Regions from separate parts of the Mus musculus genome. Here region 2 is linked to region 1. Evidence: chromatin contacts called from public Micro-C data. All regions are on one chromosome and are shown on one strand. Each heading gives the region's core, a stretch centred on a gene start, on an enhancer-like site or on the middle of the called end of the contact. The rest is flanking DNA. Distances are from core to core; before and after follow the strand shown.

Evidence for each region. A called contact is a pair of places that touch in the nucleus more often than the background predicts.
Region 2: a contact with region 1 is called in a Micro-C map of muscle stem cells, with 4 times the contacts expected there. The contact joins two enhancer-like sites. A contact is called at or near these places in 1 of 15 datasets of contacts at CTCF or cohesin (the NIH/3T3 cell line) and 1 of 484 Hi-C or Micro-C datasets (muscle stem cells).

What each region holds. Positions count from the first base shown.
Region 1 is chr15:55,844,223-55,851,229 of GRCm38.p6, reverse strand. All of the region lies in intron 1 of Sntb1 (syntrophin, basic 1), which reads left to right. Among named protein-coding and RNA genes, the nearest start is that of Sntb1, 59 kb to the left of the region's middle. Within about 2 kb of position 3,824, at least 49 of the 459 cell types and tissues checked have an H3K27ac peak or open chromatin away from gene starts, as enhancers often do. A contact at or near this core is called in muscle stem cells, where this site is marked.
Region 2 is chr15:56,015,302-56,022,308 of GRCm38.p6, reverse strand. No RefSeq gene overlaps it. Among named protein-coding and RNA genes, the nearest start is that of Gm46516, 95 kb to the right of the region's middle. Within about 2 kb of position 3,993, at least 12 of the 459 cell types and tissues checked have an H3K27ac peak or open chromatin away from gene starts, as enhancers often do. A contact at or near this core is called in muscle stem cells, where this site is marked.

The sequences.
Region 1 (7,007 bases), core at 2,575-5,074:
GCAAATCTTTATCAACATTTATATACAAGACTTTCATAACAACCCAAAAATTCAACAGGCAACCACAAGACAAAACCTCTTCCCTGTACACAGGCAACCACAGGACATGGCCAGCAAAGTAGAATAAACTTCAGAAGATGGGTGTATAGAAGAACTGCAATCGTGCGTGTTAAGTATATTGAACCAACTCTGAGACATGGAAAAATCAATACATTTAAGTAGACTCCTTCAGAATGAGAAAACTTTTCAGTAGGTCAACTGCTAGCATCCAATGAAAGGGAAAGTTTAATACACAGCCTTGGTCACAACTGGGGTTGAAGCACACAGAAGAAAGACTATTTTCCTTCCTATTTAGTGTTCAAGTTTTCCCAAGAGTTAATTGTAAAAGTTGGGGAAAAAACAGATTGTTGAAAGAAATAGCTAGAAATAGGGTATAGCTAAGACTTCCTAATTTATCACTGGACTAAACCACTCTAATTTTTTTAAAAAGACCTGACACTGATTCCATTTTTTAAAAGCCTGGCAAATTAAGACAACTCTAGTAACAAATGTTAAAAACAATAGCTGTAATGATGGCATGTGGCTTGTATTTGCTTGCTTTGTGTCGTGCATTTACATTACAGCCAGCCTGTATAGTTTTTATACTGAGCACCGGGTACCACACCACTTGAGAGAGATATTATTACTAACAACCTCAAAAGTCACTTTAATGGTGTTAGTGCTCTCATGTATGTCGAACAGGAAATGCAAGCTCTAACAGGTGCATTTTATCCCGTTCCTACAGCTGTGAAGGCGCATGGCTGGGCATAGAGTTGCCTGAGTCTGTCTGCCCCTCATCTTTCCATCCCACCATGTCTAATGAAACCAGAGCACTGCACCACATGGTGACAAAAGTGTGTGTCCGTTGTCAGTGTTTCCGTACCATTTTTGTGTTCTGGGCACTGAAATGGTAACCGCTTTGCTCCCGGAAGGAATTTCTATGCTTTTATTTTTTTTCTCTGGAATTCTCTGTCCTGAGATGGTGGGCAAATCGAAGACCTAATGTGTTTCATTTTCTAGAGGCTACTCCAAAAATGATTCAGTGGGGCCACAGAACTCCTGAAACCTGAGCCTGACTTTCCCAGACAGCTAATCGCTTCACCATCCAGTCTCCACCATTACTGCATGTGCCAGATGCCTTAGCAAATAGAACCTTCATGCTTAATTTCCAGACCACAGTTCCCAGACCGCAGAAGTTTGATGGCTACATTTTTTTTTTGCTATTCCATCATTTCTATTTATGTGACTAGATATATTTTTAGAGCAGGTTTAAAAAAGATGTGGGGGGAAAGCCCACCCCAAAGAACTTCCTGGTCTAATAGAGAGGATGCTGGAGTCTTCACATCAGCAGAAGGAACAGGATGTTGGCTGTTGCTACAACATATTTGGTTCAGCAGTGGGCTGTCATTTATCTGAGGGGATGTCTGGTTGTAGGAGGAAGGGGGAGCAAATGGTTCTGGTTATTTATGGATCCCATGAATTTTCATCAATAGGCACCATGCACTTCCAATGTTGATAAGCATATCTATTCTAGAGTTCACCAAACACAAAATGCTTGGTAATATGTCCACTTATTTCCTGTGGGAAAAGACTAGCAAAAGAAAGAGAGAAAATAGCCATTTCATATCTCTCTTCCCAGAGACAAGTATGTTTAAAACTGAGCACACTGCTCTGGATTGTTCGATTTGTATGTGAATGTATGTGTGTGTAAGTATGTGTACATACATGTGCATACATACAACTTCTGGTTTTTAAACAAAAACTAAGGCATAACTTTAAATCCTACATGTTCACATGACTAGTTTTTCACTTGAATACACACCATGAACATCTTCCTCTGGGGGGGGGGGGACCTCACTTTTTCAAATATCTAACGGGCTCTATAAGATGCTGGCTGCTTAGATTTTTTCCTACTAACAGAGTATGCATAGTGACATCTTAGTAACTCAAGATTTGTTCGATATCTCTTATTACCATAAATTAAATGAGTAAAGGTGGGCTTTAATGGACTGTAAGTCCTGTACATATTCAAAGAGAGTAAACTGTACCAGAGTAAAGTGGCTTCAGGGGACAGTCTAAATATAGGAAACACCATGTTTATCACACTCAGTAATAAACCATTATTTTAAAAGCTGGTCATATAATTTATCTTAATATGGTGATAATTGGCACTATTAGTCTTACAGAAAAAAATGTATCTTTTTCTTTACAAAAACACCTGTTTGGCTTTCTTTTCTTTTCTTTTTTTGTAGTTGTGTAAGATTTTAGTTGGGAGGGGGGGTTGTGATTTCTTTCTGCACACAGCATGAGAGTAAAACCTGAATTTGTGGGTTCTGAGATCTATGTAATAACTGTAATACTTTGCAGCAGCATAAACCATCTGGAGCTAGTAGACATGTCTGTGTTGCAGTAAAAATGTCTTGAAATCCAGGGGAATTTGACTGATGAGCTCTGGTTTGCCAGACCCTGAGATAGACCCCTGGACCTGGTCTTTACAGATAAGATTGAGAAAACACAAGGCATTGTACCCCCCAGAATGGCACAACTTAGAACAAAACTTTGTGGAAGTATAAAATGGGGGTGAGTGGAAGATGATTTGGGGGTGAGACATGTCTTGTATTTTATAACCCTGTGTGGGGTTTAAGGAAAGCCTGAAATCCCCTGTAGCGTAGGTGACTACGCTAAGTAATTGCATCACATCTGAAACTACTTTTAACTTGTTTCCTGTTGTGCTCTAAACAGGAGCTCTTCTGCATCTAAGTTTCTTAAACAAAGCTCACTTGGTAGCCTGCTCTTCGGGAGTAAGGGGAGAGAGAGACAGCCCCCATAGGTGGAGGAAGTACAAAGAAGACCCTGTCCACTGGCTGGGGAGGTATAGCTCAGATGGTAGAGTTCTTGCCTTACATACATGAATCTCTGAGTTCTGTCTCTATCACTTCATAAAACTGGGTGTGCCAATGACCCAGTCCTAGAATACCAGTGCTTAAGACATAGATGCAGGAGGACCACACATTCAGGATCATCTTTAGCTATATGACATTCTGATGATGGGTAAAGTTCCACCACAGAAGGGTCCCTGGTGACCTTGAGAAGAGGGGAGGGACCTGAGAAAAATCTTGATAGAATGTAGTTCTGTTGCCCAAATCTTCTGAGGTCCCAGGAAAATGCTACTTTCTTTGTCTCACAGTTGTGTGAGGCAACATCCTGATAGGAAGTAGATGTGTCTCTGCATCCTGGAGCAAAACTCATTTGAGACAAAAGAGTTCTAATCAAGATGGTGAAGGATCCAACAATAGTGGGAAGCCATGGGCACCAGAGGCATGGAGACCAATTTACAGGGAGAAATCTGTCACCAATAACCACTGAAGCCAAGCAAGGAGGGGCCTCTGCTATCACCTAGAGTCCTGCACAGCCAGAGTCTTAGAGGATGTCTAGGAGGGTGAGACTCTTGAAGTAGTGGCTGTGCCTGTGGAATCAAAGTGCCCGGACAACATGCAATTTAGAGAGCAAGTAAGATTGAGTGATGGAGTCCATAAATGTCAGCCAGCTAAGCTACTGAGAAAGGCAGAGTGGGCTTGGAAATGTGGTACTGTGCTGGAAAGTAGCCAGCCACTTTATTTGGGTAGCTGAAAAAGGATATTACCAGAGATCTGGTGAGTTTGAGATACCAGCATTGTAACACTCTGCCAAATCATTTCATGAGAAATGGTATTATGTTACTGTAGTTGTTTGCTTTCAACATAGCAACAGCACTAGTTGCCTGGGCCATCGACACACGTGGCTCACCCTTGCTGCTTGCTTCTGTTTGCTTTTTAAGAGTCCAATAAATCCACTAAGTTCATCTCCATGGGTATCTCTGTAAGGTTTCCTTTTTTCCTGGGGTAGAAGAAGAATACTCACAACACTATATAAAAGAAAGAATTTAAATGGAAAAAAAAATGTGCCCTCCAAGTTCCTCAACAGCATTGTGCTGTACCTGCTGGCAAAATAGAGTTGAATTTAGGCCACATCAAACACTCTAGGAGTGACTGAAAAATTTTGATTCTGAGTTATGTGTATTCTGAGGGAGTGGGGGTAGATCTGTTGACTGCAGATGAGTCACTTCCAGTGTTGGAAGAAGGTCAAGAAAGATGATAACTTACATGTGTCTCCTTGTGCAGACATGTTTTCTGTCTGATGGCCACCAACGAGCTTTCTTGCCTAAATAAACCTGGTGGCTTCTTGAGGGCACACAGATAACTACTCCTCAATTTAATTTTTAGTATAAGAGGTCTACCTGTCTTTGCTCAAGAATTAAATTAATCAGATGTGTTTCCTAATAAAATTAGAGGGAAGAAGATAAAAGCAAATACATGATTCTTTTCCCATCACTTTGGCTTCCTGTTTGAAGGATTCGCTAGTCAGAAAAAAAAAAAAAGAAAGAAGTGTTTTCTTTTAAAATGAAATTTAAGATGACATTTAGAGACAGGTGTGGTGGCCTTTAATCCTAGCACTTGGGAGGCAGAGGTAGATCTCTGTTTGAGGCCAGCCTGGTCCACAGAGTGAGTTCCAGGCCAGCCAGGGCTACACAGAGAAACCCTGTCTTGCAAAAACCAAAACAAACCAACAACTCCAACAAAGCACATGCAGCTGCAAAGGGCAGGTACCAGGGATGCAGAGATAGGAGGATAGTTCAGGCATGGCGACGATCCAGTCTAGCCAAGCTGATGAACCCTGGGTTCAGCGAGATACCAAGTCTCTAAAAGAGGTAGAAGGTAGGTGAAGACATGCAACATCAACCTCTAATGTCTGTCTACACCTACACAAGATACATGCTGACCTGCCTGCATGCCAACGAATACATAATTATGTATGTAGATATATGTGACATCACATACACAAGGGGCCATGACATTTTTTGATATTAAATTCTTGGTGCCAAAACAAATGTCCTCCACACTGTGTGATTCATGGTTTATCAACAGCTTTATCAGGTTCCTGATCACCTGTCAATAGAGCAACGGGAACACTCAAGGATGCCCTCCTCCTTTCAAAGTACCTCAGACCGCAGACCCAATATTGGTTATTTAATGCTTTATCTATAGATCTAAGGAGGCCTTGCCTTGTCAGGAGATCCGTAATTACTATTTCTGCTGATGCTGCAGATCAAATTCCATTTGTTAGGCTTCCAACCTTCATTACTCTATTAACCCCAGGTATCCTCCCTAACCACCATCTCTCCTTCAGTCTTCCATTCACATGGTTGTTTATTCTGGTCTACAACACTGGTATCTGTTAATAAAGATGCTGCTGACCAAGTATCAGGTGCACCCATCAAGAAACCAAGAAGCAGGCGTTGATCTTGTTTTTTTTGTAATTAACTCAATTCTCCATGCAATTACCAGGCTCCAGATGGTAATGAAGCACAGGCAGCCAGGCTGTAAGATGTGTATCCTGCAACCTAGCTTCATTGGTACTACCAAACATGCTTTGTCTCTACTAATCAGTTTCCCTGAGGATCAATGAGCAGAAATACCCAGAAAGAACTTCTACTTCTTTGGTCTAGTCACCAGTTTATACCTCACGAATATCAGACACAGCTTACCAATCATTCAAAGAGAAAGTGAACCTATTAATTTGTATTGTGATTTAAAAAAAAATGGGATCGCCAAAGATATCCAATTAACAAGTGGCCATGTTAGGAACATTGTACATATCACCCGTCTTGCAAGAGCAGCTGAGGCAATGATAGTGACCCAGGGAAGAGTGTTCAGACACCTTTTTCTTTTTAGTTCCATTTTTCTCAAGACTGGACTGTACACAAGAATTTCGAGATTTATATATACAAAACTATGCAAGACAATTCAAGAAGTTTCTCACTAGCAGTGATGGTCCTTCATAGATTTACCTCATATGTTAGAGCAAAATGCTAGCTGCCACCACTGTGCATCTAATGGGTCTCGGTCTTTGTCAGTAGAGTAATTCTGTAATTTGTTTTTTACAAACTCCTGAAAGTTTCCAGAAGTCTGATTCGTGATATCTGACTATAAAACAAGAGTAACCCTGAAAAGCATCATAGTCATTTTATCTTAAACTGCTTTAAAGAGTGTGTGCACATGAGTGCTTGTGTGTCCTGTAGCAGACATGAAGTGGATGAGAGGGGACTGAATATAGAACACGTTGTCCTGCTATGCTAAGCTTTCTCTCCTTTTGCATGCGGTATGAAGACACAGCCCTGTTGCTTCCGCCCTGCTTTTCTGGGGCTCTGAGGAGAAGCAACATCCTTTCTCTGCAGCCGCCACCTTCCTCCTCTGCATTGCTCTGCAATTGTTCTTAGGGGAAGTGGAAGCCTCTTTAATGACTTCCGCAGGACCTCAGCAGAACTTCCTGTAGCCCTGCTCCTATCCCACTTTACACTGTTGTGACTGTCCTCTGCACACTTGGGGAATATCTGTACATTCTCTCTTCCTGGTTAATTTTTGAAATAAGGATGAAATTTGCATTTGGCTGATTCATGGACCTCCTTCCTGACACCCACATGGTATACGTTGCTCTCTCTCACCTTCCCTTCTGCAAGGTCCACCGAGGGCCACAGCTTTGTGTTCAGAATTTGGTGGTGTGCTTGGCGTGGCCGCTGCCAAGACTTGGAGTTTTCTATTTCTTAGGATAGGAAGGAAATCCATTCTTCCAGACTGCGAAGATACCATAGGAAGGTCCAGAAAAGAAAAGGTTGCTGATATGCTACCCATAAGGCTTGAAATAATTAACCAGTGGCTCGACATTGGAGAATCTCTGCCCTTAACTGTGCAAAGTCATCCAATATAGGAGCTGTGTAGCTGGGGGTCAGGAATCTTGGGGGACTGGTCTATCAATCAGTCCTCCTGTATTCAAATTGGATGTGTCCTCTAGGTTCCAGCACAAATGACCCAACCACTTTCCACCATAGCTTACTCTGCATTTAAGCCAGGACTGGTCCACATTCCCTGACA
Region 2 (7,007 bases), core at 2,744-5,243, 170 kb before region 1:
ATAAGAAAATCGTCCTGCCAAGCTACATGTACCTTCTGGCTATCAACAGGCCCAGATAGTGAATGTTCTAACAATGGTGAAATTAGACCATTGTACTCTTTACACTAGAGCACTCATGTTTTCAACTGGAGAGATGAAGTACCTAAGGTGCTTAAGGAGTTTGCGGCCCCATAAAAGGAACAACAATATGAACTGACCAGTACCCCCGAGCTCCCTCAGACTAAACCAACAACCAAAGAAAACATGTGGTGGGACTCGTGGCTCTCGCTGCATATGTAGCAGAGGATGGCCTAGTTGGTCATCAATGGGAGGAGAGGCCCTTAGTCCTGTGAAGGTTCTATGCCCCAGTATAAGGGAGTGCCAGGGCCGGGAAGCTGGAGTGGGTAGGTTGGTGAACTGGGGAAGGGGGAGGGGATGGGGGTTTTCTGAGGGGGAACCAGGAAAGGGGATAACATTTAAAATGTAAATGAAGAAAATATCTAAGAAAAGAAAGAAAAAAGAGTCAGAGTACTCGTACTGTTCATTAGCTCTTTAGGCATATATATATATATATATGCAGGTATAAATATTATAATAATATAAATATAAAATATTATGTGTAATATATATAATAATATATAAATATATGTTTAATATATTAATTTTATGTATAATATATATTATATATTAAATATATATATATTATATAACAGATGTGTGTGTGTGCATGTATGTTTACCCCATTAATGTATAAAGTAAACTTAAACCCAGCTATTTTAATATTAAATTAAATTATCTCACTTTGGCCCTCATTTTGTCATCATGAAAAGTTTCTTCTAACCTCCCCCAGGTTTACTTTCATGAAGAGCTTTTCTCTATTCAATCATTTCTTTCTGCCTGTCAAGAAAAAGGCCCTGCCCAGTCCTATGAGTGACTATGTTCTCCTTAAATAGCTGCAGCTATCAGTGTGACATACACGTGTGGCTGTAATGTTGAACTTCCTATGGTCGCTTGTCCTTGAGCTATGGAAGCCATGGAATCAGGAGACTGAAGGAAAAGTCAGTTCCATGCAGCTACTATGGCTCTGTAGTGGGCAAACACATGAATAGAGGGAGAGACTCTGAGGCCAGAAGCCTCCTCATGCAGGGATATCCCAGTGGAAGAAATTCCTCCTTCCAGTCCCTGGCATTACAGATTTGCAGGTTATTCAGGAGTCAATAAGCTACTTTCTTCCCTAGTGAGCACACCCAACTCAGCTCAGGCAGACTACAGGCAACCCTACATGGAGAAACTGAGAACCATGCTTACTCTTGACTTCTTAAGTCCCTCTTACTCTGAAAGTTGAGAGAGTCCTTTGCTCTCAAGTTCTCAAGTTCATTTCCATCTTCTCTTGCCCATAAAATATTATTTTAAAAAATGGAAAACATTTTCATACATATACCCCTACATCAATGCCAAGTGATCTCTTTATGGCCCCCTTCTCTTTGCTTCAAATATTTCAAACTACTGGGTGACTAAGAGATGGGTTAGAGATTAGGGTGAGAGTAATTGGCCACTCAAGTCTGTGTCATCATTCTGAAGCGATGAGCCTATCCTACCCTGTCCTGATGAAGATGTAATTGATGAAATGGGTCCAGTGTGGAGAAACAAAAAGTAGGATGGATAAGAAGAATGTCAGGTGACCTGGGTCTGAATATCAGCTCTTTCAGCTTCACCCTGTAACCATGAAAACATCCCCTCTTGTGACTCAGTTTCTCCAGTAATGAACTGTGGATATTATCAATTAATATGTGCAAAGCCTTTGGAGCACCCTTTATGAATCTATTGTGAGTTTTCTTAGAGGACTTGTCACCCCACCCCTCCAAGCCTGCTCTCATACAAATGGAGGAGTCCTATGGAGAAATTTATGGCATTGCAAACCAAAGGGAACAGTAGACCCTTCAATAAGCTGAAAAAGAAGAGGAGGAGAAGAAGGAGGTGAAGGAGGAAGAGGAGGAGGACGAGGAGGAAAATTCATGGCTTATAAAGTTACATGTTGCAGTCCTCAAGTATGCAGTTGCCCATTTTAATATCTGTTTATATTTTTGAAATATATTCTTTTGTTGCTTAATAGGAAAATTCTTTTTATGATAATTAAACTTGAAGGGGTCCCAAATTATCTCTACCCTTCTACTCTTCCAGGATAAAAGTCACTCAGAGTCAGAAAAAGAGTAAGGTAAATGAAGGAAAACAATGTTAGATTTTGCGTTAATAAAGTGGCCATAGAAGTGACAGATTGGCAGGCAGCCACACTACATGTGGAAATGTTGGCTAGGTATGTGGCCACACAGGATTTTCTTACACTATACCTGGGAACTGGACCTATCCATCATAGGCAAACCTTCAGCAGCTCAGAATCTTCCCCTCTGGGCAAGGCTTTTGCTATTGAGATTACTTTATAGCCCAGAGCAGCTGAGAAATCATGTTTCATTTGGGTAAGAAGATCCCAAAAGACAAGTTTCTCCTCCATAATCAATAAGAAAATGTCATGTGTACAGATACACACACACACACAGAGACATGCATACACATGTATGTGCGCATGTGTATACACACACATATCTAAGTAGGGCATTAATTGATATCTCTTCAGTGGAAACATTAGAACAAATGATAACAGTCTTTCTGAGAACATACAAGTACCAGTGTCCTACTTTCTGAAAATAAGAGCTCTATCATGTCAGCTCATGTATCCTTGCTTTATTTAATGACACTTTCAAGGACAAAAACAGTTTTGTTCCCTAAACCATCTCTCCTGAATCATTGAGAGGCTTTCTATGTCATAGATCCAGGATCAGTCTTTCTCATCCTGATAGAGTCCCCAGTGGAATCCACTGATCTGTGTCATGTCTCCCTGACATTACCCATTTTCAGGTCATTTAGATCTACTCACAAGCATTCACATTCTGCATTTTCTAAAAGCACACATCCAACCAAGCACAGTCAAATTAGATCATGTTTCTAGACTAGGCAGTACAATGAGATAAGAAGTGGGCACAAGTTCTGGACTCTTCCCTGATTCAACCTACATCCTAGATGATCTTAAGAGCATCTGTGATTTTGCTGAGCATTTCTTGGCCTCTATTTTGCTTTTCTTCAAAACATTAAGCTCCTCAAACACATTTCTTCATTATATCTCATTTTGACAAACTCTTCTGCTTATAATCTCCATGTCCTGGGACAGCCTGATATGTAGATAAAATTTAAGAAAGTAAGAATAGAAAAGGATGAATGGGAATGGGAAATCAATAAAGGAAACAGTGGAGGAAGGAGAAACTAGTACAGGGCATATAGAAATTTGAGCCCCACCTTCCCTGGTAATGAAAAGCACAAACAATATTTTCAGCAGTTGAGCATGGTTCTATGATAGCATTCTGAAGTTGAAGTTTGCTTCTGAGCTTTGGCTTACCATTTATAAAATGAAGAATAATATTTATCTGAAATCAGTGATTTCAGATGTAACCAAATTAATGCCCATGAACATATCTACTGTACTGGTTCTCAATCTTTCTAATGCTATGACTCTTTAATACAGTTCCTCATGTTGTGATAATCCCCAGCTATAAAATTATTTTTGTTACAACTTCATAACTGTAACTCTACTACTGTTATCAATCACAACGTAGATATCTGTGTCTTCCAATGGTCTTAGACAATCCCTGTGAAAGGGTTGCTTCATCCAGAAAGGGCTTAGGACCCACAGGTTGAGAATGGCTAGTCTAGAATGTGTAGTAAAAATACTTAAGAGAGGTTTTTAGATTAATGTGTGTATTTAAATTATCAATGATCTGCCAACTGTTAAGTCCTCTAATGACTCTATTGGATTTCATTCTCTGGAAACCTGGAGGAAAGTAAGTACAATATATGGACTAGATTCTACAAATGGAAATTTTTGCTGGGTACATTTCCTACAAAACCACATCTAATACAGTGGAATGTGATGACTCAGTCCATCTCTAGTCACTGCTACAACTGCAGGGTCAGTTGTTTAACAGGACAGCTCATTGCTTACCTCACACCTTGATAACTGTCAAAGGAGTCTGAGTTTTAAATAGATCCTGGAGCTCTGATCGACACACAGGATGGAGGTAAATGAAGCAAACTTTGTACATACTCTAAAAAAATTTTTTTTTTCCTTTTCTGATGGACAAAAACAACCAAACCAAACCAACACATAAAAACAACGCATTTAATTTTCTGCTTCAAAATTTGTATTAAACTTCTCTACAGTTGAAGAGTTTTGTCACAGTCTCTCTGATGCTGTAGGTTTTAGGCAAAGCAATTTATATTTGTTTGTTGACAAGGGAAAACACATGTGGGATGCACCATCCAGTCTCCCGAATTGACTTGCCATAGAAACTCTTTTAGAAGTGAGCAAGAAAATATTATGTAATCCCTCAAAACTTCCAGCAATATTTCAAAAGTGGTTTTGGCTCTTTCAAGACCAAGAAAGCTCTCATTCAAGAGGAGATAAAACTTCTGACACTGTGAGAGTGAGCAAGGGGCAGCTGTCTTTAGGTAATAAGGGAAAAGGTCACATGAAGAAAATTGCAAGTTACTCACAAATGATGCAATGAGAATGGAGTCTGGGGTTTAAAGGAAGATAAGAGTTAAAATGGCAGAGACCAAAGCACTGAGAAAGATGAATAAGAGGGTGTACAGATGACCATGAGATAGCCATGCTAGACATATAGACAGAGCACTAAGCCATGGACAAGTCAGCCACACCCTGTTTGCCCAAAGACTTTGAGAAATGTATATGAAGAGCACTACTGTCCTTTCATACATTCTGAATTTGAATAAACCTGACTACAGCAGACTTGCTCTAAGTAAGGAGGGCTACAATCAAGAAGCTTCTACCTAGAAGGCCGTCCCAGACCTCCACAGACAAAAAACTAACTGCAGCTACATCTCTGTAGCTATGGCAAACTTAACTCTGTGCCATAGTAAAGATAATGTCTGGTTGTGTAAAGGTGAGAACAAAAAGAACATTGTCTAACTAACAACTGGGGAGAGTCCCACAAGATGAGAGCATCAACATAGGCTAGTGACCAGCAGCTAGCAGACAGCCAAAGTCTAACAGACCACAAATCAGAGATGGCCAGAGAGGGCCGTTCAATCGCCTTTCAGCTGTGTGGGTAGGGAGCACATGAAGAGTACATGATCACCTTCCTGGTTGGGTCATGGGGCCAGGTATAGAAAGTGTGATCTCATATTGACTCAGCTCATTATTACACAGAGTCAGTATCACATTAATGTCCATAAAATGGCCTCAGCCCTTGTCCAGGTTCAGCTATTGGCTTAGAGAAGGGGGTTTATCTCTCTCTCTCTCTCTCTCTCTCTCTCTCTCTCTCTCTCTCTGTGTGTGTGTGTGTGTGTGTGTGTGTGTGTGTGTGTAATTTCAAACTCAAGAGACAACTTGTGAGAATTGGTTCTATCTTTCTACCATGTGAGTTCTAAGGTTGAAAATTAAGTTTTGAACCATTTGACCAGCCTAATTTCTCACCCTACTTTTTTGTAGTAGTTCTAATAAAACCTGCCTCAGCTTTGCATATTCCTATAACAGTCTGTGTTACTAATCTGAACTCATATAATACAACAAATTCAGAGCTGCTGTTCCAGATCAGTCTTCTATACCAGCATTCTAGGTTCTTGAATCATGCACAATTGGGTCATGAAAGATGCCATTGGTCTCAAACAACCGTCATAATTAACAGGACATCTTTATCAGGTAAGAGTTAAAGAAAAAAAAATCAGTGAAGGAAGACTTGAAGAAATAACTGAATTGACGGTACAAAAGAAAATATCTAAAAGTTTGTCAGGGGAGCTTTTCTAAGTATCTGAAGATTTTAGACAAGTACTAACCCTTGGGTTTATACATTTAAAAACTAGATTTTACACTGGATGATGAGCTGTAAAGGCTTTAGTTCATATCCATCTGACAACAAATTGATTAATATGTCACAGTACCAATGTATTAAGTTATTTTGAGAAATGTTAACCCTTTTAGTATATAAAAATGCTGAGTCATGATTCCCAACTCACAGTGGGCATGCAAAAATGGCTGTTAACTATGTAAAATGTTTAGTCAACTTAATTAATACAGACTATGGGTCAGGCATTGGGCTTAGCATCGGGATGTTGTGGTGAGCAAGTTCAAGAACAAGCTTGCCCAGTGGAAATGTTTGTATAGGAAACTGATGAGCATGCAGACAGACATCCAATGAAGAGAATCTGTTTTCATAAAGCTAGAATCAGTCAGCTGCTGAAGGGTTGAATATTTATACTTTCCCGTGAAGTTAAGAAGAGCTGGCCCCAGGCTTTTATATCATGAACACAATATCTCAACCCTGTTATGTCCTTTCCTGGATCACTGCAGTGTCAAGTACAGGGCTGCCCATGATTTCCTTATAATCCTCTTGTGATCCTCATCAACACTGCCAAGGCTTAGAAATATCCAGACATCTACAAAAAAATAAAGTGTTGTATACTCAAATCTAGGAGTACATTATTAACAACGGTAATTGGAATGTTAAATTTTGTTACTGTTATTGATGTTTTCTTAAATTTTGGTCCTGGTGATAGAAACTCTAGCCTCATGAATGCTAGGCAAACTTTACTCCCGAACTATATCTTTAACTATTATGTCCTTTATCTTTTAAGTTTTCATTTTTGAAAGAGGTCACACTACTTGTCCCCTGGGTTTACCTTGAACTCATCAAAGACTGACCTTCCATTTGTGATCTGGATGATGTAATTAGTCATCCACCATCGTGCCCAGCAACTGTCAACATTTCAACTATGATTATACTGGGGAAAAACAGTCACAAAGTAATTAAAACAAACCAAGAGGGAGAATGCACAATAAATGATAGCCTTTGGTAAATAAGAAAGCACTAGGTGTCTTCCCACATCTGTATAGCAATATCAATATCTATGTGTATAGCCACTCAATGGGCCTTTTGTAAATTGTGTAATAAGCAATACAA